Regions from separate parts of the Mus musculus genome. Here region 2 is linked to region 1. The links are chromatin contacts, called in public Hi-C maps. All regions are on one chromosome and are shown on one strand. The core of a region is the stretch at or near the end of the contact, and the rest is flanking DNA. Distances in the headings are between cores, read along the strand shown.

Evidence for each region. A called contact is a pair of places that touch in the nucleus more often than the background predicts.
Region 2: a contact with region 1 is called in a Hi-C map of cerebral cortex, with 1.5 times the contacts expected there. The contact joins two enhancer-like sites. A contact is called at or near these places in 1 of 39 promoter capture datasets (HPC-7-derived erythroid cells), 4 of 484 Hi-C or Micro-C datasets (the HL-1 cell line, cerebral cortex, embryonic stem cells and 1 more), 3 of 115 datasets of contacts at active chromatin or transcription factors (the HPC-7 cell line, acute myeloid leukemia and embryonic stem cells) and 4 of 9 other capture datasets (adipose tissue, embryonic stem cells, liver and 1 more).

What each region holds. Positions count from the first base shown.
Region 1 is chr8:119,966,522-119,973,423 of GRCm38.p6, reverse strand. No RefSeq gene overlaps it. Among named protein-coding and RNA genes, the nearest start is that of Crispld2, 22 kb to the left of the region's middle. Within about 2 kb of position 3,128, at least 11 of the 459 cell types and tissues checked have an H3K27ac peak or open chromatin away from gene starts, as enhancers often do. A contact at or near this core is called in cerebral cortex and muscle stem cells, where this site is marked.
Region 2 is chr8:120,030,465-120,037,366 of GRCm38.p6, reverse strand. It overlaps Crispld2 (cysteine-rich secretory protein LCCL domain containing 2), which reads right to left. Exons shown (of 15, transcript NM_001310635.1): 12 at 6,227-6,299; 13 at 3,732-3,807. Among named protein-coding and RNA genes, the nearest start is that of Crispld2, 41 kb to the right of the region's middle. Within about 2 kb of position 2,611, at least 33 of the 459 cell types and tissues checked have an H3K27ac peak or open chromatin away from gene starts, as enhancers often do. A contact at or near this core is called in cerebral cortex and muscle stem cells, where this site is marked.

The sequences.
Region 1 (6,902 bases), core at 1,879-4,378:
AGCAGGCTAAGCAAGCCATGGGGAGCAAGCCATGGGGAGCAAGCCAGTAAGCAGCACCCTTCCATTTCTTCTGCTTCCAGATTCCTGCCCTGACTTCCTTCAGTGATGAACAGGGTTCAGCCCTCAGCAGCAGACCTGGGAAGTGTTTGATAGAGAAAGTCCCAGCAAGCCAGAGAAGTACACACACACACACACACACACACACACTCAGCTCCAGAGGAAGAAACAAATGGCCTGGCTCCCCAGATGACTCAGTACAGGAAAAGACATTGACGTCCGCCTAGCTTCCATTCTGTTACCTTGTGATGCCCACAGGTTAATCCAGGTGTGCGTCTGTATGATGTATTGTTAGCAAACACAGAGAGACGGGTAGGGAGACAACTTTATAAAACGCTTTCCACGCAAACACAAGGGCAATCTCTAGAAGCAAAGAGCTGGGCCTGGTGGAGGTGGGCAGAGTCTGGGGACTCCCGCAACCTAACTGGAAGCTCCGGGCCAGAGGCCTTGCCTCAGAAGCAGGTGGAAGTTCTTGAGAAATGACACCGGAAGCTCACACTTTGTGCACACACCAAGCCTCGGGGGCTGAGAGGCGGCTCAGTGGGATAAAGCCCTCGCCTTCAAGTGTGAACGCCCACAATCTGGATCCCTAGAAGTCACACAAGCTGCAACCCCAGCCGGCAGGGAAGAGACAGGAAATCCTCTGGGGCAGCTGGCAGGCTAGATTACAACGGTGTGACACGTGTACACTCATGCGCACGAACCCCACACTTACACACCAACCCCCCATGCAGATCTTACTGTAAACTGTGAAACTACTTATTAAAAGCTGAGTGGACTGGTGGGACTTAATTTCCACCATTTGGGAGGTGGGGGAAGGGTGGTCTCCTGTCTCCTCTGACAGGAGTGTCAGGAGGCAGTGGCCAGAGCCTAACCATCTTAAAAGCAGCTCCTCCATTTTTGCTAGCAGGGGTCAAACTGAGTTCATATTCCCCAGGTTCAAGATCCAAAGCCTACACTGCTTCTCCGTGTGTGTGTGTGTGTGTGTGTGTGTGTGTGTGTGTGTGTGTGTTTTGGGGGGGGGTGTTCTTAATTGTCCTTTAACTAGTAAAGTATGTAAATTAGGGGACTGCTGCCCAGGTACACAAATTGTAAACCGTATAGCTGATTACCCGTCGGCTCCCTGCGGCTGGTCCATTCCTTTGTTCCTGCATCACTCCCGAGCAAGTGTTTAGAAAGATGGATCTGGAACCAGAAACCCAGGATGACACTCAACCACCCACGGATACTCCCTTACTCAACGCTTTGTGTCAAAGATTTGTTTCTTTAGACAATCCCCTGGTTTTATGGCCCACTCTTTACAAATGCTGTCTGACTTCCCTTCGGGAAGGAGGTTCAGTTCCTGAACTGGCTGTCTCCCCATGCATACAGAAAATAAAGTCTTTGTTTAAGTTTCTCCTGGATCTCCCTGCTCCCCAGTCACTGGCCACCGGCCCAGGAAGACAAAGAGAGCAGAGAGATCCACAGGGTTTCAGATGGCCCATGAGGATAAGCGGTAATAAGTACAGGCCACACCAACTTTTTGGTTTTGTTTTTTCAAGACAGGGTTTCTCTGTGTAGCCCTGGCTGTCCTGGAACTCACTCTGCAGACCAGGCTGGCCTCGAACTCAGAAATCTGCCTGCCTCTGCCTCCAACTTTACTCAGGGTGAATCAAGGGTTCTATAGTTTGGGAGGAAGATGGGTAGGAATACCCAGGGTAGGCAAAGGTCATTGGCTGAAGGCTAAGGAACTCAAATGCCTCACTAGCATGGAGAGGCACTCCAGGGGTCTCAAGTGCTCGCTGGTCAGGTTCTTTTCCTGAGTAAGATAACTGAACCTGTTATATAACCAAGGCTACCATCATGACATTCTGCAGGGAGTGTGTGTGTGTGTGTGTGTGTGTGTGTGTGTGTGTGTGTGTGTGTGTATGTGTGTGACTTCTCCGGACAAGGTCTGAGGAGAAGCCCTGCTGACAGAGAGTCCGCCATTTTGTGTCTGGTCAGAAGGTTCTCTGGACAATGGTAGATTTCTACCTTAATTAGCAGGGCATCAGGGAGTGAGTCTTTGGAGTGAGTTTTCTTGGCTTCTCCCTAGATCCACCAGTGGGAAACCTTTCCAGAAGACAGGACTTTGGTCAAGGCTGCATAAGTCGCTGCACTCCCGCTACAGCCTCCAAAAGAGCTCTCAAGAAGACAAAAGGACAGTGACCTCCTCCCCTCATAGAATCAGCCATCAAATCCCAGCCAAAGATGAGCTGACTCCATTGTTGAAAGCACATCCTGACACTGGGCTGGGGGCGAGGGTGTCCGCCTCACTCACGTGGAATACTGAGGGATACAGAGAGTACGGTCACAGCAGCCTGGCATGGTGTTACGAGGCTCCCGCTTCACCCCAGGAGTCACGGGAGAGCAGCAACTCTTCCTACGTTGTGAAGAACTACATACCGAAGTCCTGTGGGCAACACCAGCATTGCTCTCCAGGAGCTAAACAGATTAAGCAAAACCAGAAGAGAGCGGCATGGAATCACGGTACAGAGCTGAATACAGAGGAAAGGAGGAAGGTGGCAAAGGGGGTGATGGGTGGCCAGGTTCCCCAGCTGTTGTGTCAGAACAGGAATGTCTGCATGACCAAGGGAGGGAGAGAGACAGAAGCAGGTAGGGAATTGTGACTCGGGAGGGAGGGGAACGTGGGAGAGCGGGGAGTCCTGAAGTGGGTGGGGAGAGGCTAGGAGTAGCCAGCAGCTTTCCTCTGCCCTGTTAGGCAATGGACAGCTGTGTGACAGACAGCAAGACATCTGTGACCCAGGGCAGACTGTCCACACTGTGGCAACCTAAGAGCTGTGTGCTGTTGCCAGATGCATAGGGAGGCGGAATGTCACCTGTCATCAGGGACTGCACAGGGTGACAATCACTGCACGAGCCTCTCAGGGGAACAAGTCTGTGACAGTCACTGTGTCCAGTGGGGGAGCGGGGGGGTTCTGATGCAGCAGCTAGAACTTACACCTCCTGCCAGCGCTGGGGAAGGACTGTGAGTCAGGCTGCTCACTGCTGGCTGCTGGCTACAGTCACCCACCGGGTTCCCACGGGCAGGAGGGAGCCAGCACTCTGGGAATGGGGATGGCAGCTCAGAAAGAACTTAGGCTTCCCAGAACTCTTAACCAAAACAGAATGCGCCAACCTCGTGAATTCTGAGGGAAAGCGCTCTTCACTGGCATTTCCCACATCACCAAGGCCCCTGAGGCTCAGTGGCTCCCAGGAGTCCCTGGGCCCCGGTGTTTGCTGACCTCAGAGGCTCCATGGAAGCTGGCCTGGGTTTGAGTCCCCGCTGAGCACCCTGGTGCTGTCGCCTTCTCTTGACCTCCTCCCCTGCTCTGTAAATGAAGAGCTTTTGAGGCGCTAGGTGCACAGTTGGTACCCAGATGCCCTTGTTCGAGAGTGGTGGTTTGCAATCATTTAAGCTACAGGCTCCTAGGGTGCTGGAGACAGGTAAGTCTCATAGCCCTCATGGAGACGATTCTATTGGCAGTAATAGGTAATTAACACAGAGATCCACAACTGGTGCAGAGAATAAGATACTGTGGAATGCTCAGCCCTGACTGGGACACCTGTGTCACAGGCCCTCCTCCGCAGCCTCAGGAACCTTTGCAGAAGAGGAGGCAGAGAGAGCACTAAAAGCCATGGGCTGTGGATGACTGACCGTCAGGAAACCGTCTTCCCTATGTAGCAGGGCAGCAGCATACATGAAGTCACAGCAGTCAGTTGTGACAGTGTGCACAAGACCTGTGTAAGCTCAGGCCACCCAGTCCTCCTCCCCTGAGCAGAGGAGCAAAGGCTGCTGGGAGAGGAAAAGCCAGTTAAGCCAACTCACACTCCAGTGGGTGGCCACACACCCAAGAATGGATGGGTGGCACAAACTGGGTTAGCTGGGTAGGAGTGTGGTAGATACAGAGTTGGGTGGGAAACTAAGGGGGGGGAGCGTGGATCAAGGAAGAGGTGGAGGAGGGGTGACTCTATGATCAAAACATATTATACAAGATTCTCAGAGAACTATTAAAAAAATTAAAAGGTACTTACAGGTCAAAGTAAGTGATAAAGAAAAAGAAAAGTGAAGCGAAATAAAATTGAGGTCCCTAGCTGTGTTCCTGAACCAAGCCACCCACCCACTAAAGCTCTGGTTGCCCAGGCCCCCAACCCTTCTGCTGACAGCTGCGCTGATCAACCGTTCCCTGAGACCCTGATGTACAGAGGAGGAGCCTGCTTGGCAGAAGACAGCACATTCAAGACCTCTGCATCCCAGACTTTCTTATTTTCTGTGATGGTTTCTATATGCTTGGCCCAGGGAGTGGCAGTGTTAGGAGGTGTGGCCCTGTTGGAGTAGGTGTGTCACCGTGGGTGTTGGCTTTAAGACCCTCATCCTAGCTGCCTGGAAGTTAGTTTTCTCCTAGCAGCCTTCAGATGAAGATGTAGAACTCTCAGCTCTGCCTGCACCATGCCTGCCTGGATGCTGCCGTGTTCCTGCCTTGGTGATAATGGACTGAACCTCTGAACCTGTAAGCCAGCCCCAATTAAATGTTGTCCTTATAAGACTTGTCTTGGTCATGGTGTCGTTCACAGCATTAAAACCCTCTAACTAAGGCACTTTCTCTGTCTTCTGACATCCTGGCTCTCTCTCAGGACCCTGTCACTGAAGAGTGACCTGCTGGCCCAGGTCACTCTCCCTCCATCATTGTAGGCTATCTGCGGCTCTGCTTACCAACCCCAGGGTCACAAATGGCAGAGGCCCTAGAGTAGTACTCAGTGCCACCATAGTTACAGTCAAACACATCTTTATGTCCCTTACCTACTATGTGTGCTGTGGCTCATATGACTGGCCCCTAAACACCCACATGTTGAAGACTTGGTTCCCAGCTTGTGATGTTATGGATGGTGGTATAGCCATGCCATTTGGATGGGGACCTAGTATTGGGGCCCTAGTACCTTCTCATCCCTCCCTTTCTGCTTCCAAGCCACCAGAAATGAACGAGCCTCATCTGGCCGTGCTCCACACACATCCGTACTACAGGTCCAGATAAACCTTCTCTCCTTGTAAGATGTTTATCACATTTTATCACAGTAGCAGAAGCTGACTGACAATCTGGTTCACAATTGGATGTGGTAATGTCCCCAGTCTTCATTGTCCCAGTGAGGAAGAGGACAGACTTCACGCTGGCAAAAATGCAGGATGAAGAATATGAGCAACTGGAGAAGCTGACGCTTCGGGCAGAAGCCTTGGCTGCTGAAAGGACGACTGCTCGACCCTTTATGCATTACTTCTATGAAGAGGTAAAAGGTCACTGGGTATGGCGGTTCACACCTGCAGTCCTAGGATTCAGAAACTGAGGCAGTGAGTTCCAGGACAGCCTGGGCTACAGACTGAAACTATGACCCATAACAAGAAATATGAAGCAAACAAACAGTTTGGAAAAGCAGAGAGGACCCCTGCCCCCTCCAGGTGCATCACATTCTGGGAAAAGCCAGATACCATCTCAGAAAGTCTAGAAACGGCCACCCTCACACTTGAACGCCCAGCTCCCCTTGTTATCAAGAGACCTAGGCAGGCAAGGACAGAAGAAAAGGAAGAGAGACTGGAGGGACTGCTCAGCGGTTTGGGCGCTGGCTGCTCCAGCAGAGGACCAGGCTTCAGTTTCCAGCACCGCAGGGCAAGTCACGGCTCGGTAACTTTAGCTGAAGAGGATCCGATGCCCTCTGCTGGCCGCCTCAGGCACTGTGCACACAATCTGCTGGCTAATTTGACTCAGGCTAATTGCCACAAACTTGAGTCAGTCACCTGAGAGGAAGGAGTCTCAGTTAACAGAATGTCTCCATCAGGATGGGCTGTAGGTAAGGGCATTTTCTTAACTAGTGATTGATGGAGGAGGGTCCAGTCTACTGTGGGTGGGGTCGTTCCTAGGTTGGTGGTCCTGAGTTCTATAGGCAAGCAGGCTGAGCAAGTCACGGGGAGCAAGCCAGTAAGCAGCACTCTTCCACGGCCTCTGCATCAGCTCCTGCCTCCAGGATCCGGTCTGTGTGACTTCCTGCCCCAAATTCCCTCACTGATGAGATGCTACCTGGAAGTATAAGTTGAAGCAAACCCTTTCCTCTCCAAATCATTTAGGTCGTGGTATTTATCACAGCAATCGTAACCCTGACGAAGAAACACGCACAATAATAGTAAATGAATCTTTCAAAAAAGGAAAGGAAACCGAAAACCATACAGACTGGACAGAGAGGAAGGCAACATCCCAGGCCATCAGCCACAGAGTATCCTCTACAGACCGGAATCCAAATAACAATGAGCATAAAGAATCATCCACTGAGAGGTGGTTCAATGGTTAGAGCAATGGCGCGCGGGCGGGGGGGGGGGGCCTTCCAGAGAATGTGGGTTCTGTTCCCAACACCACAAGACAGCTCCCAACCATCTGATTCCAGTTCCACAGGATCTGGCCTCTGGGGGCACAAGGCACACACTTGGTGCACAGACACATATGCAGGCAACACATCCACACACATAAGAAGGTAAAAATGGAGGAAAGACTGCCAACAGCTGTCCACAGCATGGGCTGCGATGGTTCCCCTTGGCCGTCCACTTGATGGCGTGCAGAATCACCACAGAAACAGCTCTGGGACTGTCTGTGAGGAGTGTCTGGATCGGGTTAACTGAGCAGGTTAAGACTCAGCTTGAATGTGAGTGGCAGCATCCCATAGGCTGGCATTCCAGAGTAAATAAAAACGAGAAAGTGAACGGAACACCAGCCCAGTCTCTCTCTCCCTCTCCCTCTCCCTCTCCTCCCCCTCTCCCTCTCCCCACTCTCTTTCCCTCTCCCCCC
Region 2 (6,902 bases), core at 1,362-3,861, 64 kb before region 1:
ATTCTCCACGTCCCCTGGGGTTGCACATTCACCCCATGAGAGGCGAGCCTTCTCCAGAAGCCAAGAGGACGTGGCTGTGTCCTTCATTTCCCCCCCTTGAGGAATTCCAGATACCATGACGCCCACATTTCCTGGATGCGTGGCAGGCCGCTCTCACCTCTCATGTCTGGTGATGCTCACATCTCTGACGACTGACAGACAGACAGACACGCATCCTTCCCCTACCTCTCCTGCCACATGTAGAGGGTGTCCACTCTCCGCTCATGTGGGCTCGACATTAATTCTGGGTCATTTCACAACGACCCCTATGAGCTGAGAGGTTTACTGGTCAGCCCTGACATCTGGCAGCTGTGGGACCCAGGGCAGCCCGTACCCACTGCTCAATGTGCCGTGCCACGGGCAAAGGTGGCACTGAAAGTGTGCCCAGCTTGTCACTCACTCTGACATCATAAGCCCACAAGGTCAAGGAGATCACTGATCATTAACTATCCCTCTCAGATGGGAGATAGAGGGTTAGGAGCTAAACAACTTGCCCACAGTCCCTCGAGGACAGCAGAGCCATGGTCTCACAGCTTGGGACAGTGAAGAGCGATGGCAGCTGTGTTTCTCCAAGCAAGGTTCAGGGCTGCACATGACTTGTGTCATAGCAACTGCATAGACAAAGGTCACCAACTGCTGAACCCACTGTCACCATCTCCAGGACCCCAAACTCTCAAGGACTGTCCTTGAGTTCCAAGGCCCTTCTGCAGCAGCCTACAACCTCCAGCATCCCATGCTCCCTGGGAGTGTGTTCAAATGCAGGTTCTGTAGCTCTGTTCTGGTCCACTGGGCCAGGAGAGTTGCAGAGAGGCTGGGAGGCTCAACTACATACACACTGCTCTTCTCCGGGATCCTGATGCCCACACAATGGGAGTTTGTTTGAGCAGCAGATGAGGCAAGGAAACTGAGGTTCAGTGGGGAAAGAAATCCGAACGGGTAATTCCCCTGCCTGGGGCCAGCTCGGGCCTCTTGACCTCGGCTCTGGTGTCTGAGCCACACCCAGACGATCCTGCCGGCAGCTCACCACAAAGGGAGCTGCAGCCAGGACAGGCACTCTGCAAATGGCTGTATCCGTGGCCCTCGGAGGCCCTTCAAAGGTCTGGAGACTACACTCCCAAAATAAATCTCTTAGCTAAACAGACATTTTCCAAGAGGCAGCCTCATTTCCCAGAATACAAAGTGACCTAGAAACACAGGCCAGCAGAACCTAGGGATGGAGGCACACTCTTGCTCCATCTTCCTGCCCATGGCCTCTCTGTCTCTCTCTGTCTCTCTCTTTCGATCTCCCTCCCCCTTCTCTATTTTCTCTTCTCTTCCTTCCTTCCTACCTTCTGTTTGAAGGGTTTTTAGCATCAACAACGGCAGTTTCTTTTTGTGCAACAAATACCGACCCATTACTGTATGCCAGGCCCCAACAGAAGCCCTGCCACTTCCAAGGCTCAAAGCTCAAGGAGATTCCTTCATTAAAGGCTTCACTCACCTGCATGCCTGCTCCTGTCAAGCAGATATAGATAATCATAAAGAAGACCGAATAAGAGGAGAGGGGGAGAGTAAACTCATCTCGCTCTGCCACGCTTTCACTGTGGCATTTGGATCAAACTGTTCTGAGCCCTGCTTTCTCCCTTTGCACAATGATAAGGATCCTAGACAAGGTATTTGTCTAAAACTTAAGACACAGCAGATGCTCTCACACATGGGCGGGGGGAAAGGCACAGAGCGGCCTTGTTTTGGACTTTTCACTTTTTGCTTTATGTGTTTGGTTCCTATATTATTTGTTGCATACAGATTTGGTTTTCATATCTTCTTATGAAAAAAAAACTGCATTTTTCTGTGTATCTCTTGTGCTCTTACATGAAGAGTTAGTTGTTTTATTCCATTTAGTACATTTAAATTTGAGTTGTGTTTTATCAGGTAACTGGCATCTTTTTAAAAGGTTTGCATCTAGTTGAAATAGTTTTTGCAAGCCAGGTGTGGTGGTGCACGCCTTTAATCCCAGCACTCGGGAAGCAGAGGCAGGTGGATTTCTGAGTTCAAGGCCAGCATGATCTACAAAGTGAGTTCCAGGACTGCCAGGGCTATACAGAGAAACCCTGTCTCGAAAAACCAAAAAAAAAAAAAAAAGAAAGAAAGAAAAAAAAAGTTTTTGCCCATTCTTTTATTCTGAAAACATTTTAAAATCACAGTCTGGGACTTATCTTATTTTGTTTTCTCTGTTTCTTTTCCTTTTTTAGTTCTGAGGATGGAACTGGGGGCTTCCTATTAGGTGAGCTCTAACAATAAATACATCGTATTTTTCCTTCTTCATAAAAACTCTAACTTTCAGAACTCAATTTCAGCTAAACAGCTTTCCAGAAGGCTTTTTCTTTCCTCATAAAGGAAAAAAAAAAAAAAAAAAAAAAAAAGACAAGGAAAAAGGCTTAGTCATGAAGGCCACTTTGGCCTTAAGGAACTAAGTGACTTCACGCCTACAGGAATCTGGGACAATTGAAGGCAAATGGAAACAAAGATGGTGGTGGCAAGGAAAGAGGGCAGTTTGCAGAGGACCAGTAGAGTGTGAGGGACGGGTTAGCTGGAGACATGATCCGACCAGCTGGCAGGGTGTAGAGCTAGAAGATACCGTGGGCTGGACAAGTCTGGCTGGCTCTGTGATTTCCACTCATGAAGACAAAAAGACCTCAGAGGAATTGCCTGTGCTGTGAGGGAGAGGGGGGCAGGGCTCGGGCAGCTGGGGAGTAGGGAGGGGGAGGGGTCTGCCCCTTCTGGGTCACTTCGTCCCTAAGCCCTGGACATCAGAGGGAACAGGCTGAGCTCTGAAAAATCAACAAAGCAAAACTGGGCCTTCACATCTGAGTAAGGAGGGACGATGGGGGCACAGTTTTGTTTTCTGTGTGCTTACAGCTGAGAGCATACAAGGCAAAGAGAAACAGTAGCGGATTAACCGCACCTGTGGAAGGCATACAGTGGCATGCAAAGAACTTGCTGGCCAGTTCTTGGTCAACTTGATGCAAGCTAGAGTTCTCTGGGAAGATGGACTTTCGAATGAGAGCATGCCTCCATCCGATTAGCCTGTAAGGCAAGTCTGTAGGGCATTTCCTAGATTCAGTAATGGATGTGGGAGGACCCAGCTCACCCTAGGGAGGACCTAGCTCACCCTAGGCTCACTCAGTGCTGCTCCTGGGCGAGTAGCCCTGAGGTCTATGAGAAAGCAAACAAAAGAAGTAGCCAGAAAGCAGTGTGTAGTTGGTTCCTGCCTCCAGGTTCCTGCCTTGAGTCCCTACCCTGGCGTCCCTCAGTGATGATGGTCTATGACTTGTGAGCTGTAAGCTGAAATAAACCCTTCCCCCCACAGTGGCTTTTGGCCACCATGCTTATCACGGCAACAGAGCCCCTAACAACGGCAGCGAGTAAACATCCGAGAAAATGAAACCTGTGAACCGCAAAGACCTTCAAACCAGGTCAGGCCATCTAGGTAAGAGGAGACGTGCTAGAGCTTCCATTCACAAAGACAGACAGACAGACAGACAGACAGACAGACAGACAGACAGATGGGAAGTGGGGCCATCTACGGATGGGATGCAGGGGCCGTGGCCACAGGAACTGGTTGGCTGAGTATAGCCACAGGCTCTGGCATGAGTTCAGGTCATGGCTTCCACACCTTGGGACTGGGTTTCTGAGGAAGTTAGGTTACTCACATCAGCATAGATGTTGGTTCCATACACAGGAGCCCAATAGGATGGCTCTTCTCCACAGCGCGCAGGACACTGGATTCTGAAAATGAGAGGTAATCATTGTAAATGTGTGCCTGTGTGCTCACACATGTACATGTGTGTGTGTGTGTGTGTGTGTGTTTGTGTGACCTACACAAGCCATGGTTTGTGTGTAGAGGTCAGAGGGCAATCTTCAGGAATTGGTTTTCTTACCGCATGGGTCCTGGGGATCGAACTCAGGTTGTAAGACTTGGCAAGAAGTGCCTTCACCCACTGAGCCATCTTGCTAGTATGCAGATGGGACAGAGACCTAGGAATCATAGCTCAGGGCTGGGGCATGTCTCAAACACACAGGGCCCAGAATCAAGGCCAGCAAAGAAGAAAAGGAAGCAATTGTCCCCTATGGTGGCTGTGGTAAACACATCCTTGTCTTTATTTAACCATGCATGTAAAACTCAAAAGTCCCAGAGAGACGGTCACAGAGAAATGAAGGGCCCCAGGACAGGTGTGTTGGACTGTGTGCTGGACTGTGCGGGGTTGCACCTTCCTTACCTGGGTGCTGACAGGGTGTGCTCTGGGTGCAGAATGCAGATCATTATCAATAGGGGTTTTAAGGCTATTTCCCTATGTGGAGAGGAAGGGTGGGGAGCCCTCACCTCAGTGACTCAGAATGTTCCAAGAAGGGCACAGATAACTCCAGGCAGAAAGGGTCAGATTACCATGGAAGTCATGGCCTCAGCCCAGCTAATGGCCCCAGGGTTGAAGAGGGCTCCTCAGAGTGAAAAATAAGAGGGCCCCAGGTGGCTGGCAAGCCCCATGCCAGGCAGAAAAAGCATGAGCTTTGACTAAGAAAAGGCCCTTTGTGTCTGTCTGGAACAGTTTACCACAGGCTGAGCCCAGGGACCACAAAGCCAAGATGGCGGCCGAAAGCCACCTGGCCCAGATACAGGCAGGATGCTTGGCAGGAAGGAAGTCAATCAGGCGGGCTGAGGCAGCTCCTGGGAGGAATGGAAGGAGCAGGCAGGGAAAGAGTGGTGTGTGTGTGTGTGTGTGTGTGTTATATGTGTGGTGTGTATATATGTGTGTGTGATGTTTAAGTGTGTGTTATGTTGGGTGTGTGTATCTGTGTGTATGGTATATATGTGTGGTGTGTATATATGTGTGTGTGATGTTTAAGTGTGTGTTATGTTGGGTGTGTATATCTATGTGTGGTATGTATCTGTGTGTGGTGTGTATGTGTGTGTATATGTGTATATATATGTGTATGTGTGTGGTATGTATGTATGTGTATATGTGTTTGTGTGTGTATGTGTATATTATGTGGTGTGTGTGTGGTGTGTATGAATGTGGTGTGTGTATATGAATGTGGTGTGTGTATATGTGGTGTGTGTATATGTGGTATGTGTGTATGAATGTGGTGTGTGTATGTGTGTGTGTGGTATGTGTGTGTATGTGTGTATGTGTGTGGTGTGTGAGTATGAATGTGGTATGTATATGTGAATGTGGTGTGTGTATGTGTGGTGTGTGTGTCTGTGTGTCTGTGTCTGTGTGATGTTGAATGTGTGTACATGGGTTTAAAAAAACAATTTGAGAGTCTGAGAACTCTCACGCCTGCTCCTGGAGGGTGTCGGGTCGGAAGGTTGCATGAGCACATGGACCCTGACAAGGTTTTTCTCATCTCTGTTTCCTGCCATTTTCCTTTTCTTTCTCTGTCACACTCAAGAAATCCACGAAATGCCTGAGGCAGCCCCTTGAATACTCCAGCCAGTCTTATGTGCCTAACGGCATCTTTATAGGCTCCCCTCTGTGCAGACAGGGATGTAGGGAAGGGTGGGGGTGGGATGGGAGGCTCAGGCTTCACCTAGGGCCCTTTCCAGAATCTAGTCTCCAGGCCCCAGACTCCTGTACAGCGGTACAGCCAACACCAGAGGTGGCTGCACTTCTCCAAAGGCTGTCTAGCTCAGGGTGCTGGGGGCACACACCACACCACAGCTACAGTGTGGCTGAGTTTTGCTCTGACAGGGAAACAACTTAGAGTTAGCAGATGTGTCCAGGTTCTCCTGAGTCCAGGAAGGAGGGCATTTCTGTGTCCCTTTCCAAGGGGCGCTTTGGGAATTTTAGAAACTGGGTCCCTAGGACAAGGAGACCCTTTTCTGGCAAGTCAAGGCTCAAATAGGAGACGCTTGCTTCCTCTTACTTTCCTGAAAGCTGGGGTAGGGAAGCTCCCATGTAGGGAGGCCCTCTCCCCTGAAGCTCTGGTGTCTGCAGAGGGTCCCGGGTAATGATCTTAGCCTGCCACTCATCTGGGGTAGAGGGACTTAAGATGGGAATTAGATGTCTCCAGCTTAGTGTAAAAAAACCTGACTTTTGGGTACAGCTCAGCACAGAGCCTTCTGCTCATGCCTGCACAGACAGAGCCAGATCCCAGGCAGGCCCACAAGAAGATGACACCACAGGAAAAAAGTCTCAGTCTCTCTTACCTCGGGCAGTGGGTGGCCGGCTTCTCGAAGGGGCACAGCTGTGCGACCGTGGCGTGGCAGTCCACGGCCGTCTCTAAGGACAGGAGACAGAGAGAAAGCGTCAGGCCATAGCTCACAGGGCTGTGGACAGGCTGTGTTCCAGCTGTGTGCCTACACTCACAAACCAGTGGAGCGCAGACAGCCCCACAGCCCAGTGTGTCTACAGGCACGTACATCTCCCTTGGTCTCTCTCTCCGTGGGATTCTCACCCGCTCCCTTTGAACACTGATTCTTGCTTTTGAAACCTGTCCCCTACTCTGCCACCTCTGAGCACCCCAGGTGTGATTTTGCGTCTACACGTGGAGAAGCCGAGGGACCCTAGTGGCTCCTGCTTCCGTTTTAGATCTCCCTGGCATCTATTCCTGCCAGGACAGTGACTCCGCCCATCAAGGCCTTTAAAGAGAAGACACAGACCATGTCTGTGGTATTCAGATGGCAGCCATGATCCTGTGTCTCTGACTCAGCCATGTGCAGCCAAGTTCAGATCCAGATGTACTTAGAAACCAGTGAGAGAGGTGACCTTTAGGACTCCCCCTCACAGAGCCTTTCTGGGAACAGTGCCTCAGGCTGAAATGGTAACTATAAAGCAAGGGACCCAAGGAAGGGGAATTTATTTCTGGGGCAATCCCAGGCTCAC